2 separate regions of the Mus musculus genome follow, and region 2 is linked to region 1. A link is a contact called in public HiChIP or PLAC-seq data. All regions are on one chromosome and are shown on one strand. The core of a region is the stretch at or near the end of the contact, and the rest is flanking DNA. Distances in the headings are between cores, read along the strand shown.

Region 1 (2,700 bases), core at 165-2,664:
TGTTTTTCCTCCTCATATTTATCAGTTTTTTGAAACCTCCTCATAACATTTTTTATCACATTCACCCCTTCCCAGACTCCTCCTAGATCCACCCCCTTTCCTAGCCACCCATCTTTGTGTCCTTTTTTATTTCAATAAAAGAAAGTTATCGGTGGTTTAAAGTATATAAGTTTTATTAATGGGAAATTTGGATGGAAGAAAGCATTTGGACTATTCGCTGAAACACAGCGTCCTTTTGGGTTCTCTAATGAATTAACTCGTTTAGCTACTGAAAGTTGAGGAAGAGCCAAAGGAGGCTTGGCTGGACCTGCTAGAAAGGGAGGAAGGCAAGAAGCCACTGCCCCCAGGGCACAGGCAGGTGAGAGAAAAGCAAGACAGGCACAACAGGAGGAGGGGCAGGAGCTAGGCTCTTCCTGCCTGCACCACCTTCACTAAATTATCCCTCCATTACACCAGTGAACAGGTCTCCTTCCTGGCTGCAGGAGTCTCCAACCTCCACCAACAGTTATGTTCAACACAACTAAGTAACCAGTACCTTGGGAGTCTGCCCATGACTAGCTTATTTTAGCCATATTTAAGCACAGCACAGTCTGGTGAAGACTTATTCTGATGATAATGAACTCAATCTTGTATGCATGTTAAAACACTTATAAATCTGTTTGAGAGACAGTAAGCTAAATAAAGACTCTTTGCAAAGTAAGTGTAACGCTTTCTGTCTAGATAGGTTCTGAAGACTGGCTGAGAAGAGCAAGGGTTTGTGGGAGGGTCTGGTGTGGTTTCTGGCCACACAGACAGCACAAAGGACACCAGGCTAGAATGCACATCCATCCATCCTCTCGCAGCCTTCTGGATGGAAAACAGGTACAGCATTCCTTCCCTTGATGGAATTACCCTGTAAGCTAACAAACATTCCAGGTTCCCCTAGTACTTATTGATAGGTTATTTCTCCGCAGCCAGTGAAATTAGCCAAATTAGATTAGATTAGGTTAAAGGCAAGTTTATTGGGAAGCTGCTCTTGGGTGGGTAGGTTCACTTGCCTCAAAGATTGAGGCCAGTGGAGTTGCCATGGGGAAAGGGGAGGGGAGGGGAGGGGAGGGGAGAGAAAAAGGGAACAGTCACAGAGACAAGGAGGAGAAAGGGAGAGGAAGAAGAGAGAGAGAGAGATTGAGAGAGAGAGAGAGAGAGTCTGGATTATACAGAGAAGAGCCTCTGTGGGGAAGGGCAGCCCAGCCCCTGGACTGGAAAATTCAGGGTTGGCAGGGTTGGGGGCAGGTATGCCAGGTAGGGACTGAGGGATCCTGAGAGAACCAGGTCTGCTTTGGTATGTAAAATGTGCACCCAATTCTCTTGTCCCTGAAACCATTCTCTTGTGACCACAAGGTTCCCTTTTGCCACACACTTCCTGTTTCTCTCCTCTCTGTGGTTGGCACACACAGCACTATTGACTGTTGTCCTTGGTTGCCTGCTCCATCAACTACTGATCTTATGTTTCCTCTCTTTAGATTTTAAATTTGTTGACTGGGGCCCTGTGAATAAGATTGGCAAAGGATTGGCTAGTAAAACAAGCACAGGTATTAACATGTACACCGTGTGTTCGGAAGTGGGGAGGGGGGGTGGCTGGGGAAGGGGATGGGGTAGGTGACTCTGAGGGATGGTTACAGCCTCCACTCATACAGAATGTCTGGAGAAAACAATGATCAGAGAACTGAGAAAACAAAGGGAAAGAATTTTGAGCTTCCAGCATGGCTCAGGCTGTAGGAAGGAATCCTATGTGGGTGACCAACAGAGACAGAGACCAGTTAGCTGGGTCTGCCATGAATATTCTTCTGTCCCTTTCTCTGAGTTAATAAAGGATGGGGTTGTCCTCAGCCATTGAGGAAAAAAACTTAAAATGATACTGAAAATGAAGGAGAAAGAAAGAAAGAAAGAAAGAAAGAGAGAGAGAGAGAGAGAGAGAGAGAGAGAGAGAGAAGAGAGAGAAAGAAAGAAAGAAAGAAAGAAAGAAAGAAAGAAAGAAAGAAAGAAAGAAAGAAAGAAAGAAAGAAAGAAAGAAAGAAGAAAGAGAGAAAGAATTGCTGCTCTTCCTGACAGAGATGGTGAGGTAAAAGGATATTTTTGTGTCTGCTTCTTTTACTTTCTTACCCTACAACGATCAACATGTGAAAGTGGCATGCTTTGGGGTGATGTATTCTGCTACTTCTTCTAAAAGAGAAAACTACATAATTTTGTGGTTCTCTTATAAAAAGTAAGCAATAACAATCACCTGGGATGCTGAGGACACCAGAGTAACTCATTCAAAGCACTTAGGACACAGCTAGTAAACAGCAAGTGCAAGCAGACAGCAAATGCTAACACATTTCCAACTTAGGAAATCCTTTGAATTTCCCTAATAGAGGGTGAGGGAGAGTAAGAGAAGCTTAGGGAGAGGATTTGATCACTGCCTGGAAGGTGAGGGAGGCTATCAACAGCTATTTGTTAGACTACTCTTCCTTCTAGAAATGTCTGGAGATCGTTGAGCTCAGTTGAAATAGCTAATAACACCCAACAGTTGGTTTTACAGGTAAAGATTCTTGCTTCCAAACCAAATGATCTGAGTTTGAGCTCCAGGATCCACATGGTGGAAGGAGAGGACTGACTCCTGTGGTTGTCTTCTCACTTACATACATACACACACACACACACACACACACACACACACAC
Region 2 (2,700 bases), core at 100-2,599, 810 kb after region 1:
GGGTAAAAAAAGGAAGCAAGTAAGCAAGAGGATTGGGAACCAAGTAGGGAGGCTGCTGTCAGCAATCAGTGGTGTAATCAGGATGATGCTAAGGTCGCCTCTGAGCCCACACTTGAAGGATGTGAGAGAGGAGCCAGCCGTGCAGAGAATAGTTTCAGAGACAGGAAAAGGCCCTTGGGGAAGCATGTCTGGCAGGACCTGGGGAGCTGAAGGGACAACAGAGAGGCAGAGAAGTGACAGAAGACTAGCCCAGCAGGAATGATGTCAGAGACAGAGAAGGCGTGCAATTGGCAGGCTTTGCCTGCTGCTCTAGAGCACTTTGCTTTATTCCGAATGAAGGCTACCTTTGCAGAGTGGTGGCCCTTTCTACTTCTATGTTTTATAAAGTGTTATTTGGCTGCCATATTCAAAGTAGATTGTAGGGGCAGAAGCAGAAGAAGCAGATGAAGCAGATGAGGTTGCCCTAAAAGATGGTACCAGGTAGAACGGGGAGCAAGAAACGGTTTGATGCCTAAACAGGTTGTGGAGATAGACTTGGTGGGTGGAGAGTTAAAGATCACTCCTCTAGGTTTCTTTCTGCCCATCTCTAGGAGGGAGCTGCTGAGCTCTGCTGCGCACCAGGCTGCTGAAAGAAGCTAAGTTAGGAGGGGGAATTGCTAACGTCAAGCAGGGCCTGAGTCTCAGGAGCAGGTTAGAGGAAGGGTGCTTGAGGAAGGGCGTGGAAGAAAGAGAAGGAGGAAGAGGAAGGAGAAAGAAAACCAGAAGAGAGAAAGAACAGAAAACTTTACTCACTAAGAAGACAGTATCTCCGGCACCTGGAGCCCTCTAGTGGACAAGTATGTTATTAACCCATAAGGCTGTTTCCCCCTTTAAAGAAGTTTTCAAAGTAGGAAACTATGGGGTGGGGGTTTGCTTACTGTCTTCTGTACTTAGGGGAAGATTGGGTAGATGAGAAGCCACAGCCCTGCCACTTCCCCTCTTTGCCCTGGGTGAGGTGAAGTCGATCTTGTGTGTGATCTCCTTCACGGACTTCATTGGAACCTGTTAACGGAAACTGCACCAGGAAGGGAAAGGAAATGCTGCTTAGCCTTTAATTTTCTTTTATAGAGAGAGAGTGAGAGAGAGTGAGCGAGAGAGAGCAAGAGTGAGAGTGAGAGAGAGCGAGAGAGAGCGAGAGAGAGACAGAGAGAGAGAAAAGAAAGAGAGAGAGAGAAAGAAAGAGAATGTAAATTGTATAGGTATTTTTATGCCTCTGGTGGGTAGGAAGCACAGATTTCTGAATGATTAACAGTTTCTCGTTAACTGTAGGCCTCGAGGGATGTGGTGTGCAGGATGCTGTGGGGAGGGGAAGAGCAAGCCTACAGATCATGAAGGAGCCCTGTGAATCGGAATGGGCACTGGTGAGCCTGTTAACAGAACATAGGCAAGTGGTCGTTGAAAGAAATGCTAGTAGTTTGTCCCACAGGCTGCCATACTTAACACCTTTGCATGTTAAACATGTGGGATGTTGCTAGGGGCCATTGGATTAATAACCCCAGTTCACTCTTCTGTTAGGTCCCGTGTGTCTGTGCCAGGCAGCTCAGCTGGATGAACCGTCTCCCCAGTGTCTCTTGATTGAGCGACCCCCCTCTTCTCCATTGCTGCCGCCTCCACCTTAGTTCAGACGCTCACCGTCTTTGACCTTTCGCTGATCTCCCTGCCTTTGATGGGGTTTTCAGAATCCATGGTATAGCCTGTCTCCTGTCAGCTGAATTGCCATCTAATCGCCTGCCATCTTCTGTCCTTCAGGATGAAGTCCCTCCAGGCAGATCACAATCAGGCCTTCCTCCCACTCCTGCCTCTAGTCCACATGCTGTTCCTTCTGAGCCCTGAGCAAGATGCCTCCTGCCTCAGGATCTCCATCTCTGACCTTGTTCTCAAACAGTGTTTTCTTTGGATTCTGTGTATTTTCACCTCTGTACAACCTTTTCCCCTTGCTAGACTTTCTCCACCCCCTTCTCCATCTGTGGTCCTTGATCTTCTGTGTTCCCATCATGTATTCTAAAGACATCACTTAACACATCCCTCCCCTCTGCTGCAATTACAGGCTTCCTGTTTATTTCCTCGGAACTCTCAGGTCTACACAGGGACAGGCATAAGCCTTCTCTGGGCTGTAGCCACACAGGCTGACATCCCTTCTCTAGGGTGGAATAAGCACTCAGTCTGGGCTTGCTGGATGAGTGAGTTGTGCAGACCACACAGCCCAGCAGAACGTGAATGTGGCCCTCAAGAGGAGGAAATACAGGCCGCTGTTTCTAAGAAGATTTCACAGTCAATCTCATTGCAGTTTTTCACATAATTTATTTTTTTATTCATATTACATCCCAGTCGGAGCCCCCCTTCCTCTTCTTCTCCTAGTCCTGTCCTTAGAAATCCCTCCACCCATTGTCCCCTCCCCACTTCTCTTCAGAGGGTTCCCACCTTGGGACTCTCATGGCAGTTTTATCCTTTAAAAAAAACTGTAGATACCTAATATAGAGTGATATAGAAAACTGACCCTACATAGATGTACCAAAGGGACTTTACAAGCTGAGTGGCCATGTAGCCAACACCTGTACAAAGAACACAGGACAGGATCAGTCTCCGGAAAACTCACTTCCTAATGCCTGCAGTCACTTCAGTCACTGGGAAGTTGTCCCCCTGCCCCATCTACATTATGGA

Evidence for each region. HiChIP or PLAC-seq counts read pairs in DNA pulled down with a chosen protein or histone mark.
Region 2: an H3K27ac HiChIP or PLAC-seq map of T-cell acute lymphoblastic leukemia shows a contact between it and region 1, with 4 times the contacts expected there. The contact joins two enhancer-like sites. A contact is called at or near these places in 2 of 484 Hi-C or Micro-C datasets (the 3T3-L1 cell line and CD4 T cells) and 3 of 115 datasets of contacts at active chromatin or transcription factors (T-cell acute lymphoblastic leukemia, embryonic stem cells and pancreatic cancer cells).

What each region holds. Positions count from the first base shown.
Region 1 is chr15:3,232,952-3,235,651 of GRCm38.p6, forward strand. No RefSeq gene overlaps it. Among named protein-coding and RNA genes, the nearest start is that of Gm30057, 17 kb to the right of the region's middle. Within about 2 kb of position 1,415, at least 97 of the 459 cell types and tissues checked have an H3K27ac peak or open chromatin away from gene starts, as enhancers often do. A contact at or near this core is called in T-cell acute lymphoblastic leukemia, where this site is marked.
Region 2 is chr15:4,042,497-4,045,196 of GRCm38.p6, forward strand. The region is part of intron 3 of Oxct1 (3-oxoacid CoA transferase 1); the gene reads left to right. Among named protein-coding and RNA genes, the nearest start is that of BC037032, 16 kb to the left of the region's middle. Within about 2 kb of position 1,350, at least 77 of the 459 cell types and tissues checked have an H3K27ac peak or open chromatin away from gene starts, as enhancers often do. A contact at or near this core is called in T-cell acute lymphoblastic leukemia, where this site is marked.